Linked DNA regions of Rattus norvegicus: region 1 is linked to region 2. Evidence: chromatin contacts called from public Hi-C data. All regions are on one chromosome and are shown on one strand. The core of a region is the stretch at or near the end of the contact, and the rest is flanking DNA. Distances in the headings are between cores, read along the strand shown.

Evidence for each region. A called contact is a pair of places that touch in the nucleus more often than the background predicts.
Region 1: a Hi-C map of Schwann cells shows a contact between it and region 2, with 2.1 times the contacts expected there. The contact joins the enhancer-like site here to the promoter of Npas3 in region 2. A contact is called at or near these places in 3 of 12 Hi-C or Micro-C datasets (Schwann cells, frontal cortex and prefrontal cortex) and 1 of 1 datasets of contacts at active chromatin or transcription factors (oligodendrocytes).

Annotation. Positions count from the first base shown.
Region 1 is chr6:76,478,313-76,484,386 of GRCr8, reverse strand. The region is part of intron 1 of Npas3 (neuronal PAS domain protein 3); the gene reads right to left. Among named protein-coding and RNA genes, the nearest start is that of Npas3, 43 kb to the right of the region's middle. Within about 2 kb of position 2,601, at least 45 of the 93 cell types and tissues checked have an H3K27ac peak or open chromatin away from gene starts, as enhancers often do. A contact at or near this core is called in Schwann cells, where this site is marked.
Region 2 is chr6:76,436,418-76,442,472 of GRCr8, reverse strand. It overlaps Npas3 (neuronal PAS domain protein 3), which reads right to left and starts at 4,166. Exons shown (of 12, transcript NM_001427296.1): 1 at 3,848-4,166. The coding sequence starts at 4,005.

The DNA.
Region 1 (6,074 bases), core at 1,352-3,851, 43 kb before region 2:
GTAGTTAACTACAGGGAAATACAGCTTGAAAGGCCTTCTTGAGGAGTCCGAATGTGGATTTTGACAGATTAGAACACAGAGAACTTTTACATAACAGGAGTTCAAGGACAGCAAGGGCAACAGAAGGGCGCATATCCGCTCCATTGTGCTTCCCTGCTGGTTGGTGACATCTCACAATGATGACACACCACTGTCTGTAACCTCCAGAGTCCTCGTAGGAAAAGCACCACACATATACAAATGTCACCAGTCTCCTCAGACAGTAACAAACCAGCTAAAAGTCCATATCCTCAACGTGTCTGTGGGTTGGTACAGCCCCTCTGTATCAATTACAATCCTTACCTCAAAGAGTCTATTTCTAAACCAGTATCATATACCAGAATGAATTAGAGTTCATAATTTAACATTAAAGAAACATGAGTGTTCTTTTGAGAAGTGGAAAAATCCAGTCGTAAAGAGTGAGGGGAAAAAATCATCTTTGCAGTTACATTTCTACCTGGTTACGTTCAATAAGGAAGGCTTCGTTCTGATGACCGAAGTATCACATGCTAAGAGAAACCACATGATGCCTAAATGCTCTATAATATACCTACAAAACTTGCAAATACGTGTAGAAGGAATAACGTGTATAAAAACCTGTCGGAAGGCGAAGAGAACTAAGGAATAACCCTCTGCAAGCTGCAGGTCAAAGGGAAAATGTATCAGGGAACGTCGCTAAGGTGTCCCTTTACCCTCTACCCTGACAAGTTCTTCCATTTGGCTCTAATGTCAGAAAAGGTATGTCCAGGTCCCCTGTACAAAAGCATCTGTGGGCACACCCCCAAGTCTCCTGCCCAGCCTACTGTCTTCATATTACTTCTAAATAGCCCATGTCCTGAAAGTAGATCTAAACATCACATGAAGGTTGACTTTTGTCAGCTTTCATCAATTCCAAGGCTTCCAGGTCACCTTATGTGAGCAAACTCTTCCTTCTCACCAGTTTGCCTCTCCAATTCAGGAGCAGCATCCCTGTGAACTGCCACAGGACAGAATCAAGTCACATGTTTGCCTCACCCACGCTCAGCCTATGAGGACCAGCCATCACCCACACTCAGCCTATGAGAGCCAGGCATCACCCACACTCAGCCTATGAGAGCCAGCCATCACCCACGCTCAGCCTATGAGAGCCAGCCATCACCCACGCTCAGCCTATGAGAGCCAGCCATCACCCACGCTCAGCCTATGAGAGCCAGCCATCACCCACGCTCAGCTCTCATCCACGCTCAGTCTTCGAGTGCCAGTCATCACTCTTGCTTTCTTTTCCTTAACATTTAATGTTTTTCCTTCCTATGTGAGAGGAAATCCTTTGATCCCTTCAGACTGTCTTTGGTACACATGGCTTTACCAAAATGATTAGTTTCTCAAGTCACAATTTAATAGAATCTAGCAGTAGACAGTTCCTATAACTCTTACGTATTACATATATTGGCAATAAATCACCAAACGAAAGATGTCTCACATCTGATTTCTGATTTGAATTGTTTATATATTGACATCTTAATGTATTTCGTTGAACTTGTACTTGTTAAAGTTTTTTTTTTTCAAGAATTCCCATTTTCTTCTGCTGATATAGAATTAAGTGTGGAGACTAATAGCAATAACTAACTGTAACTGGATACTCACAGTTAAAAAATAAAAATAAATATTTTATGCATGTGTTGAACTTTGGTCAATCTGTTTATGTGCTATTCTAATACAGGAAATGCTATGGAATGTTCCAAACTAAGTCCTGGTAAGACCTAAGAATAAAGAGCAATTAAACATATTTTATGTTTTCTCACTGAATATGAGTCATATAAGTCCACAAAATTTAGCTCTCAAAAAAAAAATTCAAAGATTTAGTACTTACATGTACAACTGAAACATCTATAATGTTTTCAAATTTTAAAATTCTGTACTATATCCTACTGTGGTTATGACCATCAATTATTAGCACATGTCTTATGCAGAGCACAGTACATTTTTCTGTTTCAGGGGAGGAGAAGTATGTAATATTAACGTAAAAAATTCTCATTTTGGCACGCCTCTAACAAGAGTGCCTATAAAGGCCTGTCTGCGCTTACTCCTACTCTCAGGGATCATCCAAAATTTTTAAATCTACCCTGGAAAATGTAACATTTTGTTAAGCAGCTGATGCTTTACACACGCTGGACCAGGCTGAGCATTCCTTCGTCCTGATGTCATGGGCCAGCATTTGTCTCAGAAGACATCTTTTGTAATTTCAACCAAAAGGCAAAAGAAACCAGAGCTGTGAACAGACAGAGGGAGCGCGGAGGAAAGCTACTTAGAACAATTCACTCAAAGGCGTTCTGACACAAACCTGTATATTTTTAGTCACTAAACATGCACACCCGAACATAAAGCCTTCCGACTTTTATAAAGTATTGTGTGTATTTTTCAGACTGTTGGTTTTTTAAATACTCTCTGCTTTATGGTAATGTGTCACAGGGAAGTTAGCTATAGTTTCATGAAAGACGTTTTCATCCCTGACTGGCATCTTCTCAATAGCTGGGGCCCAGGCACACCGCTCTCTTCCCGGCAAGGCCCTGTGCGCGGAGAACAGTGCCGCATTCATAACTTACTCTCAGCCCCGCGGGGCAGTGCACAGAAAAGCTTCTCTAGCCTAATGGGTTACATCACTGCAAAGTCTTCCACTTGGCCTAGGTGAAAACATGAATGCATGCCCCATTCATTTCTCCACCTTTAAAAAAAATCGAGTAAAATCATATCCACTCTGTAGTGAAAGACCTGCATTCCCACAGGCCGGCCGGAAAAAAAAAATGCCGGACCCTGCTCTTGATCCTTGGCTGCGCTACCCCAAACTCGGTGAGCCCATTACTCAGGCGTCCCTTCGGAACGATCGTTCCAACCTGTGCCTCCACCAAATAACACATCAAATTCATTTATGAATTGATTACTGTTAGTATCGCCTTTAGATTTAGGTCACACTTTAAAAATATACTGACATGCAGTCATGGAACCGAAACCCTCCCTCCCCACTGACCTCAGCACCATAAACCAGTGCAAACAGACGGCTCCCCGCGTCCTGGCTCCACGGCTTCCTGACGGTCAGAGCAAATCAGCCCCGTCCAACACTTTTCTGAACGTGCCAAATATCTGTGATTCCTTGCAAGGTAGGCACCCAGTAGTCTAGCCAAAATATTTTATATTGAACAGAACACATTCCCCTTTCTCCTTATTAGCATATGTCTTTCTTAGCTGAACCAGAGTTCAGGCTTCAAAACATTACTACCATTTTCCTAAAACATAAGCTTAAGTGCGGACATGGTTACACTTGCGGGGAAGAAAGCCCGTTGCTCTTCTGCTCTTCTGCAAATCATACAAATGCAACTGAGCGGAGTCAAGCCAGAGTCCTACCAGTGTCTTCAAAAGTGATGTCCCCAAACTACCATGACAGGGCAGCAATCTGAAAGGGCCTGGCCTCTACAGAGTTCAGAACCCCTAGTGGATTCCATGTCCACTCAGGTAGCTGTGACAATGTCCATTCTATGCCCTCTCTGAATGACAGGGGAACCCACGTCAATCACGAAGCATCGTGGACTTTCTGACTGGTGCCTCACTCACAGACTTCTCTACCCTTGATCATGTCGGTCCACACTCACTCACCAAACATGCCATGACAGGACCATAAAGCTTCTGTAGATCATTCCCATGCATTATGGAGACTTGGCTGTTGACATCCAGGCCCCTTCTCTGAAACCTGAGTACCCTTGCAAAACGCACATAGGCTGACTGCCTGTCCTCCTCTGAGCCCTTGAGACTGATCCCAGCCTCTGATTCCTTTCTTCTTCCATGGCATGCCCTCTCCCTGGAGTTTAGTCCCATTTTATTTGCTCAATATATATAATCCTCAATGGACATATGTAGACACAAGCAAATAAATTAAAAAAACTTCCTTAGAAAGCCTTCACCGAAATAATCCCAAAAGAAAGTCAAGTCTGAAGGAAGTCAAAAGTCTAAAAGAAGATTTGTTTCCCAGACAAAGTGTGTATCTTTGGCATTAGATAAATGCTACAGGAAACACTGAAAAGTTACGATTTGCATAGGAACAGCTAAGGTGGCAGGCAAGGCAGTCTCCTCACTGTGGTACTTGTGTTACGTGGCTGTCTCTCATAGGTTACTGACTAGAAAGAAAAGCCCAATAGGTTCTGCAATGCACTGCTGTGCTTACTCAAACCTGACCTAAACTCCACAAGAATAAGGCAGAGATCATGGAGACCTCTGTTGCCAAGTCCACCACTAAGAAGAGTTGCCTTTCCTTGCTATCTTCTTCTTCGCCAGCTTGTCCTTTAGCTGACGTGAGCATACCTTGCTAAAACAATATATTCAGACATGCAATGCCATATGGCCCCCTGAAATTCCTAGCGATAATCATTACCATAATTTAAAGAACTCCCATTAAGAGGAAATCGACATAAATTGGTCCTCAAATTATTTACATCCTTCTGCGCATTATAGCCTGGACTTAGGAGGCCTACAAGGTTAACATCAAATCAGAGAAATCCCTCCATGCAGCCATTTTCAGCAATCGGATCCTCAGCTTCAGAACTTCTGAATGACTAAGCCAGGGCTGCAGACTCAGAGGTCATCCTTCTACAAAGTCTTTTAGGAGACAGGGGGAGAAAATTCACAGAATATCCACATGACTAAAGATAATTAATGTCAACTATTTCCACCCTGTGAAAGAAAATGGGTCTTCTGTTAAGAATGAACAATGGGGACATTATTTAGGTTCCATTGTGTTTTTTGAAGAAGTTCCCATCTCGAACGTGCACGTGCAAATGCCACACAGTCTTTCCGCCATCCCAATGTTACTCAGTTCACTGACAACACTGCTACAGAGAATTCTGTGGACGCTACAAGACCTATGCTGGCTTTCAATATCACTTTCCTTCAAAACACAACATGAGAGTGGCCCACGAAACGCTGCAGGAAGCACTCAGATGGTCTGAGTCATCTGTGATGGTCATCTCCAAAGACCAAAGAGGCTAACTAGTGGGTTTTTTTTACTAAGAATGCTCCTTCCAAGCTTTCTTTTATCATTCCTGTCCATTCATCTAATACTATTTGAATGTCTTCTCGTGACATAGACATTAACAAGCTGATACACGTTCCGTGTGTACATCACTCTGATCTACATACGTGAGGAGCATAGCGCGCATGCTCTATAGGTGTGTAGATTCATGAGGAGCAGGACAAGACAAATCCTCAACTCCATGCTGTCATTCCAAATTCTAAGATACAGCAAGAATTAAAACCAAGCCAAAATCAGGCGCGGCGACTCGTGCCTACAACCTCAGCAGTCGGGATGAGGCAGGAGAGTCATGAGCTGAAAGACAGCCCCGGCTCTGCTGAGACCCTGTGGCAAACACTGACACCACATACAAGAAGGAAACGATAAAACTAACCTAGGATTGAGCCATCAGGGCCAGCCAGATGGCTCGGCAGGTGAAGGCACTCGCCGGCAGGCCTGCGGGCATCGGTTTGATCCCAGGTCCCTTGTGATGGGAGGGAAGAACAAACTGCCCCAAGTGGTCCTGTGACCTCCACAAATACCACCAGCACGCATGCCTCCCTCAGCCCTGTGTGCACCCACATGAATGCTCAGTAAGTAAATATTATAATAATAATAATAATAATAATAATAATAATAATAATAAAGAGTATGGTTTTAAAAGAATGCACATGAACATAACTGTCATGTAAAGACCATGAAGCTCATTGGCAGAGTGAGGCGATAATTCTATAGAAGACGTTATGGACCCATCTATAGTCAGACTTCATTTAAAAACCAAGTGGTATTAAATAACTTTTCTTCTGGACTTCCCTGCACAACACATCACAACTCTATTTCCCCCACTAAGCATTTATAAATATCGAAATGCAGCGTGGTACCACCTCCCGCCATTGCTGGGGAAGGACGCTTCACATATATCACAGCCTCAACCCAGAGGTTCAAATTTATAGGATCTGGCAAAGACTTTAGCAATAAAAACCGGCGTGTATATATTTTT
Region 2 (6,055 bases), core at 2,917-5,416:
GCGGCCGGCGCGGGCGGCGGCGGAGGAGGGGCGGGCGGCGGGGGAGGCGGCCGCGCGGTCCCGCGGGCAACCCGGCCGGGGCCTCCGGGTGCTCGGGCCGGCGCGCGGCCGCAAGCCCCCTCGCCGCAGCCACCGGGCTCGGCCGGCGGGCAGGTGGGGAGCGCACCCTCCCCGCAGGGGGCGGCGGGGGCCTAAGAGTGGAAGGATCGGGAGAGGGAGGACACCCGGGGGGTTCCCAGCTTGACCACTGGGAAAGTATTTCTGGGCATTTTCCAGTTGCTTTGCTCCAGAGCTCTCTCTTCTCCAGCAAGCTGATACACACCCCCTTCCCCCTCCCCCTCCTTCGCTTCTCCCCCACCCCCCTCTCTGTGCCTCTGCGCTCGCTCTTCTCCTCTCTCTCTCTCTCTCTCTCTCTCTCTCTCTCTCTCTCTCTCTCTCTCCTTCTCTCCTTCCTTCCCTCCCTCTCTCTCCCGCCCTCTCATTTGGGGACTGGGAAGCTTGGCTGCTGGCGCAACAACGCCACTCAGTTGCAGTTTCAAACACTTCCCTTCTCTAGAGTATGTCAGCCTGCAGAAAAGAGAGAGTGAGGATTAGAAGGCCAGGAGAGTGGGCTGGACTGACTGTCTTCGGGGACAGTAGAAATAAAAGCGTGAGGTGATGAGTCTTGAGCTGACCCAGGCCAGCAGGCCCACTGCCCTGATCCTCTGAGCCGGGATGCAGGACCTACACCTTGTGACTCTGGCGCCCTCAGCCAGGAGCTCGAGCCAGAACATCTGCATTTTTCACGCCTGTACAGATATGCAGACCCTAGGGTTCATATAGGCCAATCCCCAAGCGCGGAGACGCAGTTACATACAAATGCCTTTGCAGAGCCAGGTCCCGGTTCCTGGGACGGGATTGCTGGCCTCTGGAATCTAGTCCAGTTACCTCCCCATTAAACTGCCATGGAGGCCTAGAGAAATGGCTACTCAGAGCCGAGCCTGATGGAATTCGGTTACCTGGGGAAACCCTGGGCAGAGAGCTTATCCACTATGACATTCTGCAGAATGGGGACAGCTCCTTTTGCAGACTAGGGCCAGTTCTGTATTAAGCAGGCAAGACAGACACCCAAGACAGTTCCGCTTTGAACAAATGGAAGAGTCTGGTGGGAAACAGCAGTCGTGAGCGAAGCTTTGCCTTCGCTTTACAGTTGGGGTGGGGGGCTCAATAGGTGTCTCCTTGTGTGTTACCCTTTCAGTTAAGTAGGGAGGGGATTCTAAACCGACACTAGAGCTGCAACATCTTCAAGCTTTTGAAGACTCTTTGGAGGAGTTAGTAGGCTCTACAGGTAGAAGAGAGAGAGGGATTGGGAAATGAATTGGAAAGGTGATGAGTGTTGCCTACAAGACAAATGGGGGCTAGCAAAGAAGAGGGAGAGCTAACCAATTGGAAGTTCTGGTTCCAGGAGACAGTTCAGGGCAATTCTGCCCGGAGGTGACAAATAAGAGAAGTTTGTGCTCTCTCTACAGGCAGGCCACTGCTTTGAAACCCACTCCTGTCACCCCTCATCAGATTCCCCCAAAAGTATCTTAAAGTCTTTAAACGTTATTTCACAATTCACTTTAGCAGAACGTCCAGGTCTCCAGGTGGAAATTAGTCTACCCCTCAGAGCCCTGAAGCCAGTCCTGAAGACTCCAGTGCTGGTGAACTGTGAAAGGAGACTCCTGGCTTAGACCTTACCTCCAACACCTGCCAAAAATCTTCTTGCCCAACTCTTCTGCCCCCAAATTAACTAAAATTAAAGACAGTAACAGGTGTCATGAGATCTGAGTGACAACACCGAAGAAAAGTGCATTTCACCACTATCATCTTACCTTGTCAGTATGAGAGAACATTTAAAGCAAAGGCAGGCATAATTCACTCCAAAGGAGAAAGTTTAGAGGTTTTGGGTGTTTTTTTTTCCTAACCCCTGTCTTTAGAAAAGCAGTGGGTTATGATTTACCAATGTCCTGAATCCCAAAAGGAAATGTTAAAGGGAAGTGTTGAGGCAGGTGCTGGGGGGGGGGGGTTGGGGTGACTGCCCCTGGATGTTCCTAAACCCCAAGATCATCTTTTTCTGAAGCACAATGCCAATGTTGAGGAGGGAAAAAAAGAAAAGAAAAAAAAAGCCCTAAGAGCGGGAGATTCATGACAGCTCCTTATGCCCAATTTACATCTTATGGGTCAGCTTAAGTTCCTGGAGGTCCCTGGAATTGTCCAAAGGCCATGTGACATGTCTGACCCTTGAATCTCTTCCTCACAGACCACACTACTGTCACTATTGCCTACACTTCCTAGTTAAAATGACCGCCAGATTCTGTTGTTATTTAAATGTTTTATAAAAGACAAAAAAAAAAAAAAACCCATACCTGAACCATAAAAAGGGAAAACTGAATTCTTTACTGCTGTTCTGCCTTTGAAAGATGCCCAGATCTTTTTTTGTTAAAGGTTCCTTGTAATCGCTTAAGTAAAACATGAGTAAAATAATTTAATAATAAAAAAATCTCTGACAAAGATTAGCCAGCCCCCTTTAGAGTTATTTCCACGACTTCTTTTTAAAACTTTTGTCAAGAAGCAGAGCATGTAATGAAGTCTTCTACAGAATATTTGCAATTACATGAACTTGGAAAATACTGTGTTAGGCAAAATCTGGTCACTGGGCCATTGGTTAGAAGGCACAAAATATAGCAATGACAGATTACTGTAACCTTTGCAGTTTAAGTACTATTGTTTCAAACCAAAGACTCTCAAATCAATGAAGTTTAAAAGATGAGGTAAAATGGGAATTTGAATTATGCATTATGTATATTTTAAGTTAAATGCCATTGGCAAATCTCTCAGATGTTTAATCGTGTACAATCTGGGAAACACAAATATTTAATTTCACACTCTCGTGTGCTCTTTTTTCTTCCATCTACCATAAAATTGAGCCTCGTGAATGGAGAGTTTACCTTTTTGATTACATTGTTAGTTTTTCTCATAGCGATTTTGTGGATCACATTTTCAATAAAATCTTAGAACATCGAAAGTTGTTCTTAAAGGGAAAACTTTAAGGTTAGAAAGCTGATAGTGGTAGATTTCTCTTCATTTCCTATCTCAATCAAAGGGTGCTCAGTGTTTTAATGACAATTATCTTGAATCTAGAGAATATCTTTAGAAAAATACAAGCAAATGCTGTATTAAAACTTCCTTCTCACCACCAAGCCTAACTTTTGTAAAATTTGCTTCCTAACTTGGATCTCAGAATCTCATCCATTTGCATTACAATGCGTTTAAGATAGTTAGCAGCGCCTAAGAGATTCAGATTGCACATTGTATTTCCCTGTAGTAACAGGTGACACGATCTCACTATTAGGTAGAAACGCAAGTCTATCGCTGCACATGAAAATAGTTTCTATCCTGTTTGAAAACAAATGATCAATCAGCCTCCGAGATGATCAATTGCTCCCTTGGCTGTCCGTCAGCGCGGATTCGCACCCGCGGAGGCATTGAGAACATTTTGCTGGAAGGGGACAGGAAGCCCAAACTTTGCAAAAGCATCTCCTGCAGCGTCTCAGACTTGACTGGAACTCTCTGGCTACTCCGGGCTGAGGCTCAACGTTCGGGGCCTGGCAGAGGGCAAAGGATGACTTCACTTCGCCAGTGCACTAGAGTGCTTTTCAATTCGGATTGTGTATCCTCCCCCACCCCTCCTTCTATAGCACAGGGGCAGGCAAAGTAAGCCCTGACGAGGTGCATGTGTGTTGTAAGGCACAAAACAAGAGCAAAGTGAGTCCCACCCCAGTACCCGAGGCGGGGATACTATCCCAGCTCGGGCGGGACTACTCACCGCTGCTGGTAGGAGGTGATGCCCTGGACGTTCTGCGGGGTGCCGTTGGCCGCGGCGCCGGCCCTCCCCATGCCCGCACCGGCCGGTACCCCAGCGGCTGCCCCGCCGGCCGCCGCGGCCGTCACCTGCACGCTGAAATCCGGAAAGATTCGGATCATCGCCGCGGCTTGGAGCCCCAGGCGCGTCTGCTCTGGGCTCGGACTGGCGGGGTCTCGGGCTCGGGTTCGGGCGGCGGCGGCAGCAGCGGCGCGAGCGGCGGCGGCAGCAGCGGAGCCAGGCACCAGCCTGCAATCCCATTAGTGAGCCGCGGCCACTGTGCGCGGCGGAGAGGCGCTTTGATGTGCGCGCAGCGGGCTGAGGTGGGGGGGTGGTGGCGAGGAGGAGGTGCGGGGGGGGGTGTGTGCGAGGGACTTGCAAACAGCAAAACGTGTCAGGGTGGGGCCTTTTCTCCCTTTTGGGGGGCACTGTTGCTCCCCCCTCTTTCCAGGATGTTGCTTTCACTGGCTGCTCTAGCAGCGCCGCGCGAGCCCAGCTGAGAGAAGAAGGGGAGGGGGTGGAGGAGGAAGGATGCACCGGGAAGCTTGGCGAGCACTTGGCCGGTGCAGGGGAATAACGGGCAGTGGAGGGTGCATTTTTCCCTCCCTCTTCTGCACACACACACACACACACACACACACACACACACACACACACACAGCACTTCCGACACAAAGTGCAAGACTGTGGTGCGCTCTTTCTCCTTTCTCTGGAGGAATAACCACCATCCGGGCTGGCTCCAGCCTTCCGAGGCTGCCAGAAACCAGGATCCCAGCCCGCGGGTGTAGGAATGGGGCGCCAGAGCCTCCCGTTTCAGCCTGGACCCCTCTTTGACACCATTCTCCACATTAAGCAGAGCAAGTGTGGCCAAGCGCAAGTTGGGTTCCTGGAGAACTTGATACTTATCTAGGAGAGGTGGTTTGCAAAGGCGACGGAGTAGTGGGGGGGGGGGGCGACTGGCGCTTTTGTACAATGGAGAGTTTGGGCGGCTTAAAAGAAAGGGCTCTTCCCGCTCCTGGTGAGCGGAAGAGTTAGTCTTGGGAAACTTGTGAGGTGGGGTCTCGGTCCAGCTAGATCCTAGTTTGCACTAGTGATCCACCTCTTAACGCCCCCCTTTGACCGAGGGAAACGAATAAATCAGTAGCCACAATTGAAACGAACTCTGCGAATTCCAACCACCAAGGAAACAAAAAGAGAAAACACGTGCATTTATTTCCTCGCGCCTTCCAGTTACTTCACATTGTTAAGACCGCCTTTCATTAGGGGGGCGAAGAGGGATCCTAGCCGTTTGGATGCGTTTTTCTAGTGAGACTTGCACTGAGCTAGGGTGGGGGGCGTGGGAGTTGGTCGTTTTTCCCCATCCCTCCCCAGGACACGGGTTGCCCACTTTCTCCCCTGTCTTCTGGCTAGTGAGCCGGAGCGGAGATGCGAGATGCCGGCGGATGCAGCCCTTGAGGGACGCGGGGCTCAGGCTCTGCTAGTGTCCTGCACTCAAAGCCCCTGACCAGCTTAGCTGCTGCTGCTGCTGCTGCTGCTGCTGCTGCTGCTGCTGCTGCTGCTGCTGCTGCTGCTGCTGCTGCGCGGTGGTGGTGGTGGTGGTGGGGTGGTGGTGGTGGTGGTGGTGGTGGTGGTGGTGGTGGTGGTGGTGGTGGTGGTGGTGGTTTCCCATTCTGGTACTCTCCTTCCCACCCCACACAAGTCAGGGAGCCCAGCACTACAGCTGAAGGTTTAGGGCAATCGCCTACCCTCCAAACAAACCCAAGTTAACTGTGACCACCACGCTGCCCTGACCCAGGGCCAATCAGGCTTCTCCCGGCCGGGCACCTGCTTAACCCTTTGAGCCTGGGAAGCAGTCGGTCACCATGATCCAGCGAAACAAGACCCATTGGCCTGAAGTTGCTGAGGCGTAGAGTGACAGACTCCTCAGCAGGACAACTCGGCACAGGATCTAGGAGCCAGATGCCCGCCCTGCAGCAGCCCCATGCTATCCCTCCCACCCTGATGATTCTGGAAACTAGAGGAGCTGGACAAAGGCGAGTCCTCGCCAGGCCCCATCCCGCTCCTGCCAGGGCAACCTCTGGGCGTCCCCAACACAAGTGGCTTTTGGGAGGATCCTCCGCGCCCAGCAGTCACAGGGAGACTGGGGGTGGGGGGAGCCTTGGCTCTCACTGG